Regions from separate parts of the Zea mays genome. Here region 2 is linked to region 1. A link is a contact called in public Hi-C data. All regions are on one chromosome and are shown on one strand. The core of a region is the stretch at or near the end of the contact, and the rest is flanking DNA. Distances in the headings are between cores, read along the strand shown. Region 1 holds the start of LOC100191258 (Polynucleotide 5'-hydroxyl-kinase NOL9). Region 2 holds the start of LOC103649660 (bromodomain-containing protein 1).

What was found. Hi-C and Micro-C count contacts between places; a contact is called where the count stands out from the background.
Region 2: a contact with region 1 is called in a Hi-C map of tassel, with 1.8 times the contacts expected there. The contact joins the promoter of LOC103649660 here to the promoter of LOC100191258 in region 1. A contact is called at or near these places in 3 of 25 Hi-C or Micro-C datasets (ear, leaf and tassel).

What each region holds. Positions count from the first base shown.
Region 1 is chr3:8,829,758-8,832,661 of Zm-B73-REFERENCE-NAM-5.0, forward strand. LOC100191258 (Polynucleotide 5'-hydroxyl-kinase NOL9) reads right to left here and starts at 1,260. Exons shown (of 9, transcript NM_001136692.1): 1 at 1,068-1,260; 2 at 865-962; 3 at 704-737; 4 at 275-426; 5 at 6-186. The coding sequence starts at 732.
Region 2 is chr3:8,972,444-8,975,486 of Zm-B73-REFERENCE-NAM-5.0, forward strand. It overlaps LOC103649660 (bromodomain-containing protein 1), which reads left to right and starts at 1,793. Exons shown (of 2, transcript XM_008675392.4): 1 at 1,793-3,043. The coding sequence starts at 2,235.

The DNA of each region.
Region 1 (2,904 bases), core at 10-2,509:
CTTACGATCTATTTGAGGCATCATGAAATGCAGCATCGATGTTAATCATCATAGGTCCTGTTTGCCCACCATCTAACCAAAACCCTCCATCAGGGAGATTTTTGTTCTTGATTGTGATGCGTATCTGAACAACTATTGTGGGGCAGATATACCTTAGCATCTCTACGAGCATATCAAAGCCAGCACCTGCATTAAATAAAGAAAAAACGCATAATATTTTCAGTGAAACAGGCATGTGGTAAGATAAATCAACTCTGCAATGACTAACAAATACCTTTTACCCATCCAGGTGTATTGACAATTAGTGGCAGCATTTCATTCTCATCGCATCGATATTTTCCAACAAAGTAGTCATACGAATGGAATAGACAATTCAGATATGCTTCTGGATCTCTTTTCGATGAAATGTCACCAAAGAAGTAGCACCTGATTGAATTTGTAAATGGCACTAGTGAAAGCCAAGCAGGGATGACATAAAAGGTTGCAAATATTAAACAAAACATCTGCTCCAGCAAAAATTAAAAAGTTACATGATCGCTAACACACTGACTGACGCGAGTCTGCAACTGTTTCAGTAAACAAACAAAGAAATTCCACAATAAAATTGTGCATAAATTCCTAAAGTGGAGAAACAAAGTGAAATAACCACACTACAATCAGAACTTCAGTATGCAAATAACAAATGAGAGGAGAGATTTTACACCTTTCAGCTTCCCGTAGGCTTGGGTTCATCAAATCTGCACAGAAGCCCCCAAAAAATCATCTTGTTACTTGTTAGTGACGAATGAACAAAAGACTACTGCCGCATTTGAAACGAAAAAACACCAGCACTGACGCCCAACCAGCACAAGCGTATGTACTAACCTGCAATAGCTTCGTCGAGGACATTGAACGAGAGGCATCCCGGCGGCCCGAACTCTGGCTGCCCCACGTCGGTGTCCAGATAAGCAACCTTACCATGCCTGCAAAGCACCACGACACTATCAGTTTATGAGGACCACCAGCATCGCCAACAGAGTCGTCGCTCGTCAGGGTCAGAGGGGCTTGGCTCTGTGGTGGTGGCTTGCCTGGGGAGCAGCGCGTTGAGGAGGACGCGGGAGAAGGTGGACTTGCCGCTGTTCTTGGGCCCGCACACGACGACCACCGGGGGCGAGGGGTGGGAGGAGACGGTCGATACAGCGGAGTCCCAGTCCGGCGGGACTACCGCCTCGGTGCGGGGCGCCGGGGAAGACGACCGCGGAGGTGTTCGCGTCGGCGTCGCGCGGCCGCGGGCGCCGGCCATGTCAGGAAGACCTCGTCGTGGTTCGCAGAGGGCAGAGCGCGGAGCGGCGCGAGCCCAAGTTCATCACTCCTGCTTCCTCCGGCAGCAATCTGGTCCGTTCAGATCAGGATCGGATGGCGTCAGGGCTTGCTACTTGGGCCCTTCCTCTTTTGTACGGCCCATTAACCCTTGGGCCTGAAAAGGCCCTACGTTACTATACTAGTGTCATGGGATGCATATAGCCCGACGATATACATCCATGCATACGGAAAGGTTCGAAAAAAACAAAAATAAAATGTTACACATAAAGGACCGGTTCAACACTAATTCGTACTCTCCAAGTAAGGTGATGAGGTTGTCTCCAGCAACGTCCTCTAAATTTCATCCTCTAAAGAAATATTTTGTGTCCTTTACAACACTCTCTAAAATATTTCGTCCTCTATATCTTTTTCTACTCCAGCAACGTCCTCTAAATTTCATCCTCTATATAAATAGTGTTACCAGACTTTATTTTCTACATTCTTTTTTCCGCATTGGACACGCACAGAAAAATATCATTTGTATATCTCGTATTAAAATACGATGTATATTAATTTTTTTCTTCACCTAAAATAGTATACCTTTTTATTACAAAGTTTCCTTGGCAAATCTTAAAAAATTACTATACATATTTGAGCAGACACCTAATAGTATTGCTTGCTGCTACTTATTCTTCATTAATTCAGCTACAATACTTATTCTATTGCATGTTGTTGTACATTTCTAGCGGACCTGAAGTAGAGAGACACGAATAGAGGAGCCGCTGCATTTGGAGGTGGTTGAGGACGTCCTCTATTTTATCAGACCCTTTAGCGCACGTTGTTGGAGAGAAAAAGTTGATCACCGTGCGCTAAATATAGAGTAGAGGAGCATATAGCGCACCTTGCTGGAGAGAGTCTGAGAAGCAGATTGATGGATACTCCTTTCGATGCAGAGTTACTGAGTTAGATGTCGTTTTAGACGACATTTTGGATATCAAGGAATGAGTAATAGAGGGTTAAATTTCCAGTCATACCCATATTAAATAGGAGTCCAACATCCTCTTTAGTATGCGGGTAGCGAGCCATGCATGCAGAAGCTAGGAGTAAAATTGGACAATACTACTTTTATATCTAGAATGACATCTTTTATTATACTATTCAGACAGAATGACATCTAATACTATAACGGACGGAGTACATGCAATATGTTCAGTGCAGCAACAGCTCGAGAGAGAGAGGCTGGAACTATAACGCAGAGATGATGTGAGCTAGATGTGATTTTAAATTCTGAAACTAGGGTTTACAATTTCGGACGGAAATTTCTGAAATTTCCTTGATTTCGGTGATGTCCGAAAATTATATATTTCCAAATTTGGCATTTGTTATTATAAATTATATCATTTTTTGTTTAAAAAAATAAATCTATTTGATTTTGATCTAGAATTCCCGAAATTTCCTGTTTTCCGTTGGGGCCGAAATTTTTTCTTTTCTGAACTGTAAACCTGGTAAGACAACCCCAAGCATTATATTAAGAAGGTTTTCTCAGGTAGGTCGAGAAAACCTCTGAACCCATGCCTCACCCATACAAAGAGTCATCGTAGCCCATGTGAAAAACGACCGATT
Region 2 (3,043 bases), core at 543-3,042, 140 kb after region 1:
AACATGCTTTAGCTTCCTACAGCATCAACTGCATTTTATAAAAAATGTAACACGCATTAATAGGTAAGAGATAAATATAGAAATTTAATAAAAACGTAACCCACATTAATATATATTAGAGATAAATACATGTGAATTGTTTTTTCTGAATAATTAGTTTTTTTCTGAATAATTGAAGTCTAGTGCATAGACGAACACTAAAATACAAAGGGTGATAGTTGCGCGGTCCGGTGGGAGAAGGGAGGTGTGTTGATTAGAGCAACTCCAATAGTTATGTAAATTTTAGCTCTCTAAATCATAGATTTAAGAAGTTGCTAAATGGTTTTTAGAGTAAAAATATGTGAGTTCGCCAATAGTTCTCTAAATATAGGTTGTAATTTTGTTTTGTATTTATCCACATAAAAAATAAGTCACAAAAAACTATATAATACAGTTAACATTTTTGTTTAGGGAGTTGTTAAATGGTTGCCAAATGTAGAGAGAAAACGAGGTTAGATGACAAGTTGTTAAATTTAGAAAGTTCATTTAGAGAACTGTTGGAGAATAATTTTCATGTTAAGTACCTAAATTATTGATTTAGAAAGTCTTTTAGAGAACTACTGGAGTTGCTCTTACGCCGGACGACAGTGAAACTGTAAAAGCTGATGTATGACAACCGTAGAAATAGAACGGTGAAAACCGGTGGTAGTAGAGATTTAATAAAAACAAGTTTTTAATATATTTTTATTATTATGATGCTAATACCAAATTTCTGAGGTTAAATAAAATTTAGTGTTTTTAAAATACATGTTTTTCTTATATTTTTTTAAAAAAACTAACCTTTTTGAACTATCGCGAAATTCTGATTATCTCTTTTATGGCTGATGTGGAGCCATGTAGGGCTAGATGAAATGTCTGTTGCTCATCAGCTCGCTCGACTCGAATCGGCTCGTTTGAATTTTTTTCACTAGTTAAGCTGATATATTAGCTCGGTTCGTTGACGAACCAGCTCACGAGCTAAACGAGCTACCACATTTCAGTAAAACACAATTATATACATATTATTTACGTAATAATTGATAAACATGTTATATTTATGTGTGGTGTCTACGACCTATGAGTTAAACTAATAATTGATGAACTATGTCTATATGTTAAATTGGGCTATGCAAATATAATTATGTTAAACTGATGAACATGTGTGTGAATTGTGAATTGATGAGTGATGAGTTGTATTAATTTGGTGTGTACATTGATGTGGTATGTGAAACTACTGATATAATTACTATTTTCTATTATTAAATTAGTTTAAAGTTAACTATAAATTGATTATTATATACATATTATTTTTTTTCCCGCTGTAGCTCGCGAGCTAAACAAGTTAGTTCGAGCTCGTAAACGAGCCGAATTGAGCTGACTCTGTGGCTCATTAGCTTAACGAGCCGAGTCGAGCTGAGTTGGCTTGATATACAACCTAGCGCCATGTGGAGCGACTGATTTGACGCTACGTTAGTCAAATCCGCTTCCAAAACCGCCTATAGAGGTGATTCAAACGTTTCAAAACTTAGGCTTGTTTGTTTACCCCTAAATTATATAATTCAATTTGAATATATTAAGAGTTAAACAAACAACACATATTATTAGATGGATCTATATACTAGATCATGTATAAATTCTCTATTTTATACTACTGCGGACAGCTTTAAAATTAAAATAGTTTTTCAGCTGAGTGAGGCGAATCAGATTTGTTCAATAGTTGAGCGAGGGCCTGAGCCCTGAGGCCACACGGCCCACGCCCGTTACTGTACATGGGTTGTCGGCCCATAGAAAGGGCATGTTTATTTTGGGAGCAATCAGGCTCAATCAACTGCTCCTGCTCGATTCGCAATTCCCAATCTGGCGCGCGCACGGGGCACTGGTTGGCGCCATTTCGCCGCTACAAGCTTCTTCCCATAACAAACGAAAACAAAAAAATTTCCCCGCAAATCGCAGTCCGCCGATGCCCCGCGGCAGAAACACTACGCCCATTTCAAAATTTCAACCCCAAAACGAAAGTTGCCGTCGCCTCGCCTTCCGATTTCGTCTTCCCACCAAGCCAAAATGTTGCTCAGATTCCTCCGCCGCCGCGCTTACCCCGGAAAACTTTCGAGCTCGCGCGATCTGTAAAACCCCGTCTTTCTCTCGGCTGGGAACTCCCGCGCCCAGAAAAATTCTTCTCCCCTAGCTTAGCTCATCCATCTCGCTGCCCGCCATCCATGGAGATCGCCAAGAACAGCATTGCGAGCGGCCGCGTCCGCGACCTGCCGCCATCGAAGCGATTCAGGCACGTCGGCTCCCACCTCGGATCGACTCCCAGCGTGCCGCTGCCGGCCAAGAAGCGCATGCTGCCGTCGCACACGCCGGAGGAAGCAGCCGTCGCTCTCTGCCTCCCGGTGAAGAAGAGGGTCATCGCGGCGCCGCGGGTGGAGGTGGCCGGCGCCACATTCTGCCTCCCGGCGAAGAAACGAGCCATCGTGCCGTCGCCGCCGGAGGACGCGGCGCCCGCGTGCCTCCCCGCTAAGAAGCGCGCCTGCGCAGCACCGGCGGATGCGGCCGTGCCGGCGCGCGTTCCGGCCCAGGAGCGCCCGTGCGCTCCGCTGCCGCCTCCGCCGGTTGTGGTCTCTTGGGCCCGCGTGTCGACTAAGAAGCGCGTCCACGCGCCAGCGCCTCGGGGCCACGCCGCCGGTTCCGTTCCGGCGCGCCGACCAGCCAACGCTCTCTCTTGCGCCGAGCCCCTGGAGGATACGGTTGCTTCGGCCTCCGTCTGGGCTAAGAAGCGCGCCCACTCGCCAAATCGTCGGGAGGACGCTGCCCGTTCTACCCCGGTTTGCCTGCCGGTCAACAAGCGCGTGATGCCGCCGTTTGTGCCGCCTCCATCCGTGCAGTCAGACGGTGCTCGGCTAGTCGCCGCCAAAGAAGCCAGGCCTCAAGGATCCAGTACGCACGTCGACGGCGGCGCCGTCAGTTCTAGAGTGGCAAGTGGCGCCGAAGAACGCGCCAGAGGCAAAGAGTTCAAGAAACCTGA